Linked DNA regions of Pan troglodytes: region 2 is linked to region 1. A link is a contact called in public HiChIP or PLAC-seq data. All regions are on one chromosome and are shown on one strand. The core of a region is the stretch at or near the end of the contact, and the rest is flanking DNA. Distances in the headings are between cores, read along the strand shown. Region 1 holds the start of EGR1 (early growth response 1). Region 2 holds the start of ETF1 (eukaryotic translation termination factor 1).

Region 1 (6,265 bases), core at 2,538-5,037:
GTGGCTCCCCAAAGGAAACTGCTGGCTGGGGAATAGTAATAAAAAGAAAGGGGAATTGATATTGGTCATGCAAAACAAAAGATGTAGACGTAGACTATGAGAATTTCCCATGCTGAGCTTCAGCAAGAACCTGACAATACCTTAGGTGAGCTGCACAGGAGAATCATCGGGAAACTGGTTTGCCCTGGCTGGGGCAGAGGATGTTCTCTCCCAGTCTGGGTGGCTCTCCAATGACAGCACAAGAATCCCAGGCCGATACCTTGGCTCAGTGCTGCCACTCGCAAGCTCGGGAAGATTGTGATGCAGCTGGTCCAGGGTAAAACCTGTCTTTTTCAGACTTCCACAGGCGATTGTGCTGCACAGTCAAGGTTGAAAAATGCTGCTCTAGTAAACGTTCTACTGCAGCAAGATGGATTCAGATCAACTCTTAGGGATTATGTCCCCTGTGATAGGATTGGTATGTTTTTCCCCATCTGCACAGCTTTCCAGAAAAGGGTCACTGGAGTTTTCTTGGAGGCTGAGGATGGGTGGGTGAACTGTGGATGACTCTATGGATCCAAAGCCTCTGAAAAGAACAATAGCCACTGTTTGTTGAATGCCAATTGCAAGGCAGGTACTGTGCGTTGGGACTTGACATCTGGCAGCCCGCATAAATTTCAGTCCTCACAACAATACTCCCATGTGGGTATTATTACTATTATTTATTTATTTGAGACAGAGTCTCGCTCTGTCGCCCAGGCTTGAGTGCAGTGTTGTGATCTCGGCTCACTGCAAGCTCCACCTCCCGGGTTCACGCCACTCTCCTGCCTCAGCCTCCGGAGTAGCTGGGACTACAGGTGGCCACCACCACGCCCGGCTAATTTTTTTGTATTTTTAGTAGAAACGGGGTTTCACCGTGTTAGCCAGGATGGTCTTGATCTCCTGATCTCATGATCCGCCTGCCTCGGCCTCCCAAAGTGCTGGGATTACAGGCATGAGCCACTGTGCCAGGCCCCATGTGGGTATTATTAACATTAGCCCCATTTTACAGTTGAAGAAAGTGAGACACAAAAAGCGTGGCTGGCTGGGCACGGTGGCTCACGCCTGTAATACCAGCACTTTGGGAGGCCAAGGCAGGTGGATCACCTGAGATCAGGAGTTCAAGATCAGGCTGGCCAACATGGTGAAACCTGGTCTCTACTAAAAATACAAAAATTAGCCAGGTGTGGTGGGGTGCACCTGTGGTCCCAGCTACTAGGGAGGCTGAGGCAGGAAAATAGCTTGAACCCAGGAGGCGGAGGTCGCAGTGAGCCAAAATTGCCCCATTGCACTCCAGCCTGGGTGACACAGGGAGACTCTGTCTTAAAAAAAGCAAAAACAAACAAGTAAACAAAAAGCTTGGCTGGCTGGGTGCTGTGGCTCACACCTGGAATCCCAGCACTTTGGGAGGCCGAAGTGGGTGAATCGCTTGAGCTCAAGAGTTCAAGACCAGCCTGGGCAACCCAGCGAAACCCCTCTCTACGAAAATACAAAAAAAAAAAAAAAAAAAAAGTAAAAGCCAGGCGTGGTGGCAGGCACCTGTAGTCCAAGCTACTCGAGAGGAGGAGGCTGGAGGATCACTTGAGCCTGGGAGGCGGAGGTTGCAGTGAGCTCGCGCCACTGCACTCCAACCTGGGTGCCAGCGTGAGACCCCGTCTCAGAAAGAATAAAAACATTAAAAAAAAAATTGGCTAAGGTACCCTACCAGGGAGTGGCAAAATGGATATTCAGACACAAGACCATCTGCGCTGCAACAGCCTGGCCTTCCTGCCCTTGCGGCAGGAGTCCTCTGAGAAGCGCATCACTCCTGCCCCAATGGACAACTCGGTAGACAGTGGGAGTGAGCCCCCCACCTCCCCAGCGGACTTGAGACGGCAGGCTCCGAGACGAGGGAGTCCTGGTTCATTAAGTTGGTTTTTATAAGAAAACATGTTTGGAGGGGGGACAGCCACAGAGGGATTAAGTCCAAGAAAGTTACACCCTCCCCCACCTAATCCCCCTGACCCCGACCTCCAGAGGCTGTTGGGGTTCACAGAGGCCCTCACCTCCTCCCTTCCCTCTCGGTGTCGTCAAGCACCCTCCTTCCCCACATTCTCTTTCTGCTTTCTTTTTAAATCCAGAAAAAACAGCACCTCCTCTGGATTCAGAGCTACAGCAGGAGGAGCCTTCCCTTCCCGGAATCCCTGTTCCCTTTGGGGTGCGCAATTGACTGCGTCGTGGGGGCGGGGAGGGCTTCCCTGTTCGCGTTCGGCCCCAGGGAGACCTGCGGGAATCGTTCTCCCCCGCCACCACCCACCCCCTGCTTCCTTCTCCCCCTCGCCTTGGCCAGGCTCGGGGTGAGGAGTGTTATCCCGGAGTCTGGGCGCCTCGGCAGTGACGGCTCCCCAGGGACTGCAGGGGGAGCCCGGGCTGCAGCGCCTGCTCAGTTCGTGCTCACTGCGTCGAAGGCTCCCCCGGCCTGGCTCCGCGCCCAGCGCCGCATCCGGGAGGGGGAGCGAGGAGGCGGCGGAAGAGCCCGCGCGGCCGGAGTCCGGGGCTGGGAGTGGAGAGGGAACCTCCAGGGGGCAGCACCGAGCCGCCAAGCCGGTCCTCTCTTCGCGCCCAGCCCGGGGTCCCCAGATAGCCCATAGGGAAGCCCCCCTTTTGGATTCCCGCAGTGTGGGCCGGCCCTCCACCTGGACTGGATAAAGGGGGGAAAGTGATCCCTCACCACAAGGACCATTATCTCCTGGTGAGAACAGGAATCAGGTCTCTCTTGGGGCAATCAGCTTCCCCACTTCGGTCCCCCAAAGGTGGGCTCTTTGCCGGCGGGGACTAGGGAACAGCCTTTCGGTTCCGGGGGAGCACAGGGGACCCCAGGCACCAGCAGCCCCATCCCACCGACAGGTGGCAGAGGCAAGGCAGCTCACTGCTATACAGTGTCCCAAGAACCAAGTGGCCGTGACTTCCTATCCTCAGTTTCCCAGCGACACCCGGAAAGACACCGTGCCATAGGTCGAGGCCCGGGGTCAAGGCCCCGCCTCTCCTGGGCGGCCCCTGCCCAGGCGGGCCCAGCCGCTCCTCCCCCGCACTCCCGGCTCGCTCTCACGGTCCCTGAGGTGGGCGGGCGGGCCCTGGATGACAGCGATAGAACCCCGGCCCGACTCGCCCTCGCCCCCGCTCTGGGTCTGGGCTTCCCCAGCCTAGTTCACGCCTAGGAGCCGCCTGAGCAGCCGCGCGCCCAGCGCCACACGCCACGAGCCCTCCCCGCCTGGGCGTCCCCGGATCCCGCGAGCGCTCGGGCTCCCGGCTTGGAACCAGGGAGGAGGGAGGGAGCGAGGGAGCAACCAGCTGCGACCCGGAAATGCCATATAAGGCGCAGGAAGGATCCCCCGCCGGAACAACCCTTATTTGGGCAGCGCCTTATTTGGAGTGGCCCGATATGGCCCGGCCGCTTCCGGCTCTGGGAGGAGGGAAGAAGGCGGAGGGAGGGGCGGGGGCAACGCGGGAACTCCGGAGCTGCGCGGGTCCCGGAGGCCCCGGCGGCGGCTAGAGTTCTAGGCTTCCCCGAAGCCTGGGCGCCTGGGATGCGGGCGCGGGCGCGGGCCCTAGGGTGCAGGATGGAGGTGCCGGGCGCTGTCGGATGGGGGGCTTCACGTCACTCCGGGTCCTCCCGGCCGGTCCTGCCATATTAGGGCTTCCTGCTTCCCATATATGGCCATGTACGTCACGACGGAGGCGGGCCCGTGCGGTTCCAGACCCTTCAAATAGAGGCGGATCCGGGGAGTCGCGAGAGATCCCAGCGCGCAGAACTTGGGGAGCCGCCGCCGCCATCCGCCGCCGCAGCCAGCTTCCGCCGCCGCAGGACCGGCCCCTGCCCCAGCCTCCGCAGCCGCGGCGCGTCCACGCCCGCCCGCGCCCAGAGCGAGTCGGGGTCGCCGCCTGCGCGCTTCTCAGTGTTCCCCGCGCCCCGCATGTAACCCGGCCAGGCCCCCGCAACTGTGTCCCCTGCAGCTCCAGCCCCGGGCTGCGCCCCCCCGCCCCGACACCAGCTCTCCAGCCTGCTCGTCCAGGATGGCCGCGGCCAAGGCCGAGATGCAGCTGATGTCCCCGCTGCAGATCTCTGACCCGTTCGGATCCTTTCCTCACTCGCCCACCATGGACAACTACCCTAAGCTGGAGGAGATGATGCTGCTGAGCAACGGGGCTCCCCAGTTCCTCGGCGCCGCCGGGGCCCCAGAGGGCAGCGGCAGCAACAGCAGCAGCAGCAGCAGCGGGGGCGGTGGAGGCGGCGGGGGCGGCAGCAACAGCAGCAGCAGCAGCAGCAGCACCTTCAACCCTCAGGCGGACACGGGCGAGCAGCCCTACGAGCACCTGACCGCAGGTAAGCAGTGGCCTACGCCGAGGGGGAACCCTTTCGCCACCATCCTGGCGTCCTGTCCTTCACCGCAGGAGTGCTCCTGGATCTTAGAATGAGAGCCGGGTTTCCCTTTCATTCCTCGCATCCCCAGAGTCATGTGTTAGAGGGATGCCAAGGAACCCCACACAGCCCACCCCCTGCCCTCATCCCTAGCGGAGCGCAGAGGACCGAGCTTTTGTTTTGGATGGAGAGCTCTGGAGCTGCGTGGGTGGGTGGAGGGGGAGGGCTTGTTTTGATGAGCGGGGCTGCGCCCCCCACCTCCAGTAAGACTTGCCTTGCCTTGCTTGCCGCCTGTCCCCAAGGAAGGACCGTGATCCTTGGCCGTGGATGTCCCGGCAGCCCGGGTTTGGGGGCGCGCACTAGCCGCGGCCGTGGGGGTGCTGGCGGGAATCCCTCGCCCGCACAGCCGCCGCTGCGGAGCGCTGCGAGCTGCAGTGGAGGGGGATTCTCCGTATTTGCGTCAGCTGTTGTTGAAATGGGCTCTGCCACTGGTGCGGGTCCAGGAACATTGCAATGTGCTGCTATCAATTATTAACTACCTCGGGAGTCAATGGTAGCCGGCCTGGTCTCTTGCCTGGCAGCTCGGGTCATCCTCGTCCTCCAGTGATTGCTTTCCAGTAACCAGGCCTCCCGCTTCTCTCTCTCCTGCCAGAGTCTTTTCCTGACATCTCTCTGAACAACGAGAAGGTGCTGGTGGAGACCAGTTACCCCAGCCAAACCACTCGACTGCCCCCCATCACCTATACTGGCCGCTTTTCCCTGGAGCCTGCACCCAACAGTGGCAACACCTTGTGGCCCGAGCCCCTCTTCAGCTTGGTCAGTGGCCTAGTGAGCATGACCAACCCACCGGCCTCCTCGTCCTCAGCACCATCTCCAGCGGCCTCCTCCTCCTCCGCCTCCCAGAGCCCACCCCTGAGCTGCGCAGTGCCATCCAACGACAGCAGTCCCATTTACTCAGCGGCACCCACCTTCCCCACGCCGAACACTGACATTTTCCCTGAGCCACAAAGCCAGGCCTTCCCGGGCTCGGCAGGGACAGCGCTCCAGTACCCCCCTCCTGCCTACCCTGCCGCCAAGGGTGGCTTCCAGGTTCCCATGATCCCCGACTACCTGTTTCCACAGCAGCAGGGGGATCTGGGCCTGGGCACCCCAGACCAGAAGCCCTTCCAGGGCCTGGAGAGCCGCACCCAGCAGCCTTCGCTAACCCCTCTGTCTACTATCAAGGCCTTTGCCACTCAGTCGGGCTCCCAGGACCTGAAGGCCCTCAATACCAGCTACCAGTCCCAGCTCATCAAACCCAGCCGCATGCGCAAGTACCCCAATCGGCCCAGCAAGACGCCCCCCCACGAACGCCCTTACGCTTGCCCAGTGGAGTCCTGTGATCGCCGCTTCTCCCGCTCCGACGAGCTCACCCGCCACATCCGCATCCACACAGGCCAGAAGCCCTTCCAGTGCCGCATCTGCATGCGCAACTTCAGCCGCAGCGACCACCTCACCACCCACATCCGCACCCACACAGGCGAAAAGCCCTTCGCCTGCGACATCTGTGGGAGAAAGTTTGCCAGGAGCGATGAACGCAAGAGGCATACCAAGATCCACTTGCGGCAGAAGGACAAGAAAGCAGACAAAAGTGTTGTGGCCTCTTCGGCCACCTCCTCTCTCTCTTCCTACCCATCCCCGGTTGCTACCTCTTACCCGTCCCCGGTTACTACCTCTTATCCATCCCCGGCCACCACCTCATACCCATCCCCTGTGCCCACCTCCTTCTCCTCTCCCGGCTCCTCGACCTACCCATCCCCTGTGCACAGTGGCTTCCCCTCCCCGTCGGTGGCCACCACGTACTCCTCT
Region 2 (6,607 bases), core at 1,616-4,115, 77 kb after region 1:
TTAAGTCTTTAAAGCCCATTACAATTCTCCTAAAGATATTTTATCACTAGGTAAAGTAGGAATAACATTTTTCACTGTACCCTATCTATGAAAATCTAGAGTCTGACTTTAACACAAGTTGGCAATGAAAATATTCCCACCTCCAAAAACTGGTATATACTGGGGAATCTTCTGACTCCCTTACCAATACTCAGAGATGGCCAAGATTTTAAATTTCCATGGGATCAAGATGCAACCAAATTCTGATTAAAAGCAAAGTAGGACATGATTATTAACCACAATGTGTAGCGGAAGATCCTCCAGCTATTTTAGACAGCTTAATCATGTCTGAAATATCCAAACTCAACAACTTGAAATACAAGTTGTGTCTTATAACTTCATTTTTAGCATGCTTTAAACTTTACTGAACTTTGCTAAACAAAGAGGTAAAGCCTTCAAAAGCCTTAAAGAGGCGCTTAAAAGTTTCTAGTGGCTAGGTAACATGGGTAGAACAAATTTAAGAATGAGTTTCCTTCATTAAGCAGTAGAAAGGAATGCTGTTACTTATTAAGCAATGTCATCTTCAATGTTACTTCATTCAAACAGGCAAATTATAGTCATGATTTAATTTTTTGGACTGTTTCAGAGAATATAACGTATGCAAATTAAAATGTGTGAACCTGCCTGCTACTGAAAGCAGTAAGAACAAATCCAGAGGTCACATCCACCTATATACAATACTGCAACAACAGCAATCTATAAAATGCAATACTGGATTGAAGGCTTCAAGTAACAAAACAGAAGATCCTACTGAAACAAAAGAACCTGGCTAATTCTTGGTAGTGCAACATAATGGGTCGTGACCTATATTACCCTTTCTGTACAGTATTCTCACATTTTGGGAATAACTGGTCACTCTATCATACGGCACAAGTTCCTGTAAGATCATTAAGAAGGTCTGGATATTCTATTGAATTCAAAGAAAAACCTAAGGACTAACAAATAAGCCGCTGTCTTCGATTCATATTAAACTAACGTTTCTCCAGTAAACCGAAGGAGTGAGCACAAGCCCGTCACTGCGTCACTGAATGGGGCCAAACTTTTAGAAGCCTCATTCCAAACAGAACTGTCCCTAATTTATTAAGAACAAAACACTAGTAAAACCAACCTGTGAATTGGGCCTTCAGTACAATTAAGCACATCCTGTTTCATAAAACAGTAATAATGAAGAGCTTGGAGGGGCTGTCATTCTAAAATTGCAAATCTACCCATAAATGACAATCCTGGGCTGGAAACCAGAATGTCAAATTCTTGTGCTGAAATCAACTTTTCACATGGCCTGAGGCAGGCCATTCTACTATTCTAAGAATGCTCAGACATACAAGTATGTAATAATGTTCCAAACACTTTTTTTGGGGGGGGGGGCACTTCCTGTAAGTAAAAAGTTTCTATGACTGGGAAAGGAACAAAATAAAGTAATAGAAGAAACAGGAATACCCCTGGCACACCTTCCTCAAACGAACAACATTAAAAAAAAAGAAAACACACACACACAGCTAATTTTAATCTAGCCTACTCTCCCCGCAATGGACACACCTACAGTTTCTTATCAAAATGTACAAGACTCAAAGCCCATTTAATTCAATGCTGAATCTCACTCAACAAGCATCAAGCACATCAGGCGCCTCTCTACAGCGATATCCCCACAAGTTTCAGAGAAATGCCAGCAGGGACTCTGTAGTTATGATTCCTATCAAACGGCCCCCTAATCCATATTTCTCCTGGACATACACATGCAGATTCATTAACCAAAACCTACCCAGCACCCCTCACATCGCGCGTACGTTGGCATTTTCAGTTTATAGGTGGGTCCTGGAACAGCTAAAACCAGGAAGCTCCGGGGTAATTAGAGGACTTGGGAGAAGTCATCTTGGGACAGGTGGAAGACCCAGAGAAATCAGGAATCAGAAAGAAGCTGTCCCTGGCCACCTCTGCTTCCCGTCCCATCCAAACTTCACCCACCCGGGTCTCAGAAGCCCAGAAGGGAGAGGCCATTTTAATGAGGCCTGGCTGAGAAACGAAAGGAGAAGAGGAAATCAGGGAAGGGCCTTGGGAAAGGAAGGCCGAACACTTTGCCACAATAGCACCCGAGTCGGGTGGCAGCACCTGGAGCCCGAAGAGGGAGGACCTGGACTTAAGGGCCCGGGAGAGGTGCAAAAGTAGCGGTGGCCTACCACGAGGGGGGCCGAGTGATCTAAACCGGGGAGCGCGGGCCCCTTACCCCCATGCGGGGAAAGGACCCCTTCTCGGGCCAACCGCGCCGACCCTCGCCCCTGGGTCAGGGGCTACTACCCAGAGATCCAGAAGGCGGGAGTTGGCTAGTGCCTGGTTCTCCTCATCCGGCCATGCGGCGCGGGGGCGTCCATCCTGAGGGGTCCGGGAACCAAGAGGGCACGGAGGGTGCCGGACGCGGCGCTCACCCGCGGGCCGCCTCCAAGCTCTTAATGAGCTTCTTGATCTTCCAGATCTCCACGTTCCTGTCGGCAGCACTGGGGTCGTCCGCCATCTTCTCGCCTCCTCCTCCCTAGAGCGGCCCGGCGGGGCCCGGAGACACCAAGACCACAGAGTTAGCGCCGCCGCTGGGGCAGAGCGGCCCCCTTCCTCGCCATCCCCCAGAGGCCCTCTCCTCCCGTCCGGTGCAGCTCGCCACAAAGGTCACCGGCCTTTCCCTCCCCGTGCCTTACCTAAGGGCCCAGTCCTGGGCGGCAGCGGCTGCTCCTCCCCGGCGGCGGCTCCGCGGCGGCGGCGGCTCTGACGTAGGACACCGGCTCCCTCTCTCCAGGCAGCTGCATGTGTTGCAATCCGCTCACATGGGGCCTGTGACATCACTTCCTCCGCCAGGGGCGGAGTGGAAGGCGGCAGGCGGAAGGGAGGGGGCCGGTGCGAGTGAGGAGAAGCTCTGCGTCCGCCGCGACTTCTCATTGGCTCTCTGCCCCGCAGCCTGCAATGAGCCCGCCGATTGGCCGCAGCTGGGTCCGCGCCGCCTTGTGAGGTAAGGCTGGGGGGTGGGAGGTGCCACCTTTCTTCCGGCCCGGCAAGGCGAGAGGAGGAAGCGGGCGGAAGCCGGTGGCTCTCGCGAGTTTACTGAGAGCCCCCGTCAGGCTCGAATGGGGGTGGTTCTTAAAGAGAGAGGACCGGGGTCGTCGTCTTTTCAGTCCATTCTCCTTGAATAGGGTGGACATCTGAGGCTTTGCGACTCGAAGCTAGGCACTTGGGCCCGACGCGCGGTTTGAACGGTGCTTGAGAAGCCGCGAAGAAGCGCCTCGCGCTCAGCGGCTTCTTCGCTGACGAAGTGCTGCGGTCTGCGTGCGTCATGGCTGCACGGAATAGTGTGGAGGAGTCCTGGCCAGTAGGTCTGGATGAGGAGCCTGCCTCCGGGCGGTCCGGGACCCTCACCTGCAGGGGCGAAAGAGTCCTGTTTTCTCTCGCCCCAGAGCTAGGAGGGGCTCACTTTGGACTTAGAACTTTATGGGGTGGAAGACAGCGGGGGCTGCCTGAGCTTGGAGACCTGAGGTATCTATCTGGTCCCATGTATGGTTTGGCCTGAGCCGTTGAGAATGGGGGTGGAGAGAGTTGAAACAAAATGGGCATCCACATACGGTTAAAACTTTATCTTTTTGAGTTAGGATTTTTAGGCGGCTACTTTGTCCCCCCTCACCTCGTCTGGGTTCAAATATTGAGCCCAGACCGTGTGCTGGACCCTGTTTTCCTGGGGATACAGAGGTGAACCAAACAGATGACAGTACTTACCCTTATGGAGCTTATAGTCGATTGGGTTTTTAAGTTTGTGATTTTATACTTTTTGTAATAAAATAATTACACAAATGCTTAAGTACTTCAGGGTGCTCTGAGAGTGTATGGCGGGGACCCAGCTCTGAAATGAGACTCAAAGGATGATTAAGAGTTTGTCAGGAGGAAGCAGAATACAGTTGAGAACTACAGAAACGCCAGTGTGCTGGCACAAGGTCAGGGACGGGGAGAGTGGTTTGAGGGAGCAGCAGGGGAAGAGGTCATGTAGGGTCTTTTAAGCCAGATTCAGAAGTTTGGTTTCTTTCAAGAACAGTGGGTAGTTTAAAGGGTTTAGAGCCCTGGTTTGGACTGGAGAGAGCACAGGAGAAGCCCAGAGACCATTTTGGCTGCTTCATTATCATGTGAGAGATGATTTTCGCTTACATTAGGGTGGTGACAGTGCAGATAGAAGTGAATGAAGGGCCTGGTGCAGTGGCCCACGGCTGTAATCCAGCACTTTGGGAGGCCAAAGGGGAGGATCGCTTGAGCCCAGGAGTTTGCGAGCAGCCTGGGCAACATGGCAAGATTCCGTCTCTACAAAATTACAAAATATTAGCCTGGTGTGGTGGCCCGCGCCTGTAGTCCCAGCTGCTTGGGAGGCTGAGGTGGGAGGAACCCTTGAGCCCAGGAATTCGAGGCTGCAGTGAGCTGAGATCACACCACTACACTCCAGCCTGGGTGACAGAGCGAGACCTTGTCTCGAGGAAAAAAAAAAGTGAATAGGACTGGATAATGGATTGGTTGAGGAAAACCAAGAATGGTTCCCAGAGTACTGAAGTGGTGACATTTACTGAGGTGGGAAAGGTGAGGAGTAGGTGTTGGGGGATGATTGAGAATTTCATCTTGGGCCTGTTAAGTTTGAGATTGCTTATGAGACATGTAAGTAGGGATGTCCGTCATGCGCTTTCATTTGTATGGTTTTTGAATACTTTTTGCATGTGTTATAAACTGTGTCCACACTTTGAAGATGGGGGTATGACCTCCATTTCATACATGGGGAAACTGAGGCAAAGAAAAGTGAAAGGGACCTGTTCAGAGTCCACAGCTAGTTTATGGCTTCCCGACTCCATTTTTGGAGTCCAGTGTATTATACAGTGACCCCATTACCTGTATTTTCATAGGGTGGGGACACGGTCATACTTCTGTCCCCCAGGAAATGAATCTCAGGTTGGAACCTCTTCTTTGGGTTCCATTTTGTAGTTTTTGGCATATGTTCATTTGTTATATAATATTGTACTCCTGCTGTGTGTGTGTTATTCACTGTGTTTAGTAGTGAACGGAGGGGTCTTCTTAGTCATAAACACTGCTTACTGACTAGGAATCAACTGTGTCCAAGGTTTTCCTTCATTCCTCTTGCCCTGGTTCCTCCTTTCTATATTAGATTGCCCTACTCTACCCTTCCTGTTCTTTTTTTTTTCTTTCTTTTTTTTTTTAAAGACGGAGTCTCCCTCTGTCGCCCAGGTTGGAGTGCAGTGGCACGATCTTGGCTCACTGCAACCTCCACATCCCGGGTTCAAGCGATTCTTCTGCGGCAGCCTCCTGAGTAGCTGGGACTACAGGCGGGTGCCACCATGCCCAGCTAATTTTTTGTATTTTTATTAGAGTCGGGGTTTCACCGTGTTAGCCAGGATGGTCTTGATTTCCTGACCTCGTGATCTGCCTGCCTCGGCCTCCCAAAGTGCTGGGATTACAGGCGTGAACCACCATGCCGGGCCAGTTTTTGTATTTTTTATTTTTAATTTTTTTTTTTAGCAGAGACAGGGTTTCACCATGTTGGCCAGGCTGATCTTGAATTCCTGACCTCAGGTGATCCACCTGCCTCCGCTTCCCAAAGTGCTGGGATTACATGCGTGAGCCACCACACCTGGCCTCCTCTTCGTTTTGATGTTTGTGTTTACAGCATTGCTTCAGGTCCATGCTTGAAGGCTTTCTTCTGTGTGATTCAGGCTGAAGTAAGCATGACGACATCCCAAGTAGGATTGCTGTTTGTCAGCCTCTGAATTCTTAAAACTTATTTCTTAGACAATTGCAGGCCCAGGTAGCCCCAAAAGCTCCTTGCCTAGTTGCTGCAGATTCACCATCTCTGCATTTAGAATTAGAAATCAGTGCATTAGAGGCAAAGGCTGGGATAACTATCTACGTGAAGAGGTTTGGGATGTATGAAGCACGGATGGTAGTGCCTGCATCAAGGCTTTTTAAATGGGACCATGACGATTCATTGTTGAGGAATGTTCTGTGATATAAAAGTGATAAAGATTTTTCAAACTGCTAAATGGTGAGAACAAAATATATAACCTCTCTAGGCACACAGATTCTCTGAAAAATAAAGGAATTGTTCTTTATGATCTCAGAACTTCCTCCTCAGCTCAAACATTATGTAACAAAGTTAAATATTGGGATATAGGTGATGTTCCTACCTAATTAGGTGGGAGTAGGCGAGTAAGTTTTTGTTTCATTTTTTTTTTTTTTTTTTTTTTGAGGCAGGGTCTCACTGTTGCCCAGGCTGGAGTACAGTGGTACGATAATAACTCATTGCAACCTCGACCCCAGGACTTAAGCGATCCTTCCACCTCAGCCTCCCTAGTAGCTGGGACCACAGGCACGGGCCATGATGCCTGGCTAATTTTTGTATTTTTAGTAGAGATGGGGGTTTCACCATGTTGCCCAGGCTGATCTCGAACTCCTGACCCCACGTGACCCACCTGCCTCAGCCTCCCTAGTAGCTGGGACCACAGGCGTGGGCCATGATGCCTGGCTAATTTTTGTATTTTTAGTAGAG

Evidence for each region. HiChIP or PLAC-seq counts read pairs in DNA pulled down with a chosen protein or histone mark.
Region 2: a contact with region 1 is called in an H3K4me3 HiChIP or PLAC-seq map of stem cell-derived excitatory neurons, with 2.3 times the contacts expected there. The contact joins the promoter of ETF1 here to the promoter of EGR1 in region 1. A contact is called at or near these places in 1 of 7 Hi-C or Micro-C datasets (stem cell-derived neural progenitor cells) and 1 of 1 datasets of contacts at active chromatin or transcription factors (stem cell-derived excitatory neurons).

The regions. Positions count from the first base shown.
Region 1 is chr4:136,190,855-136,197,119 of NHGRI_mPanTro3-v2.0_pri, forward strand. It overlaps EGR1 (early growth response 1), which reads left to right and starts at 3,788. Exons shown (of 2, transcript XM_009449740.5): 1 at 3,788-4,381; 2 at 5,070-6,265. The coding sequence starts at 4,072.
Region 2 is chr4:136,269,039-136,275,645 of NHGRI_mPanTro3-v2.0_pri, forward strand. ETF1 (eukaryotic translation termination factor 1) reads right to left here and starts at 2,866. Exons shown (of 11, transcript XM_009449742.4): 1 at 2,724-2,866; 2 at 2,332-2,563. LOC134810108 (a long non-coding RNA gene) reads left to right here and starts at 2,947. Exons shown (of 2, transcript XR_010157334.1): 1 at 2,947-3,031; 2 at 3,213-3,864.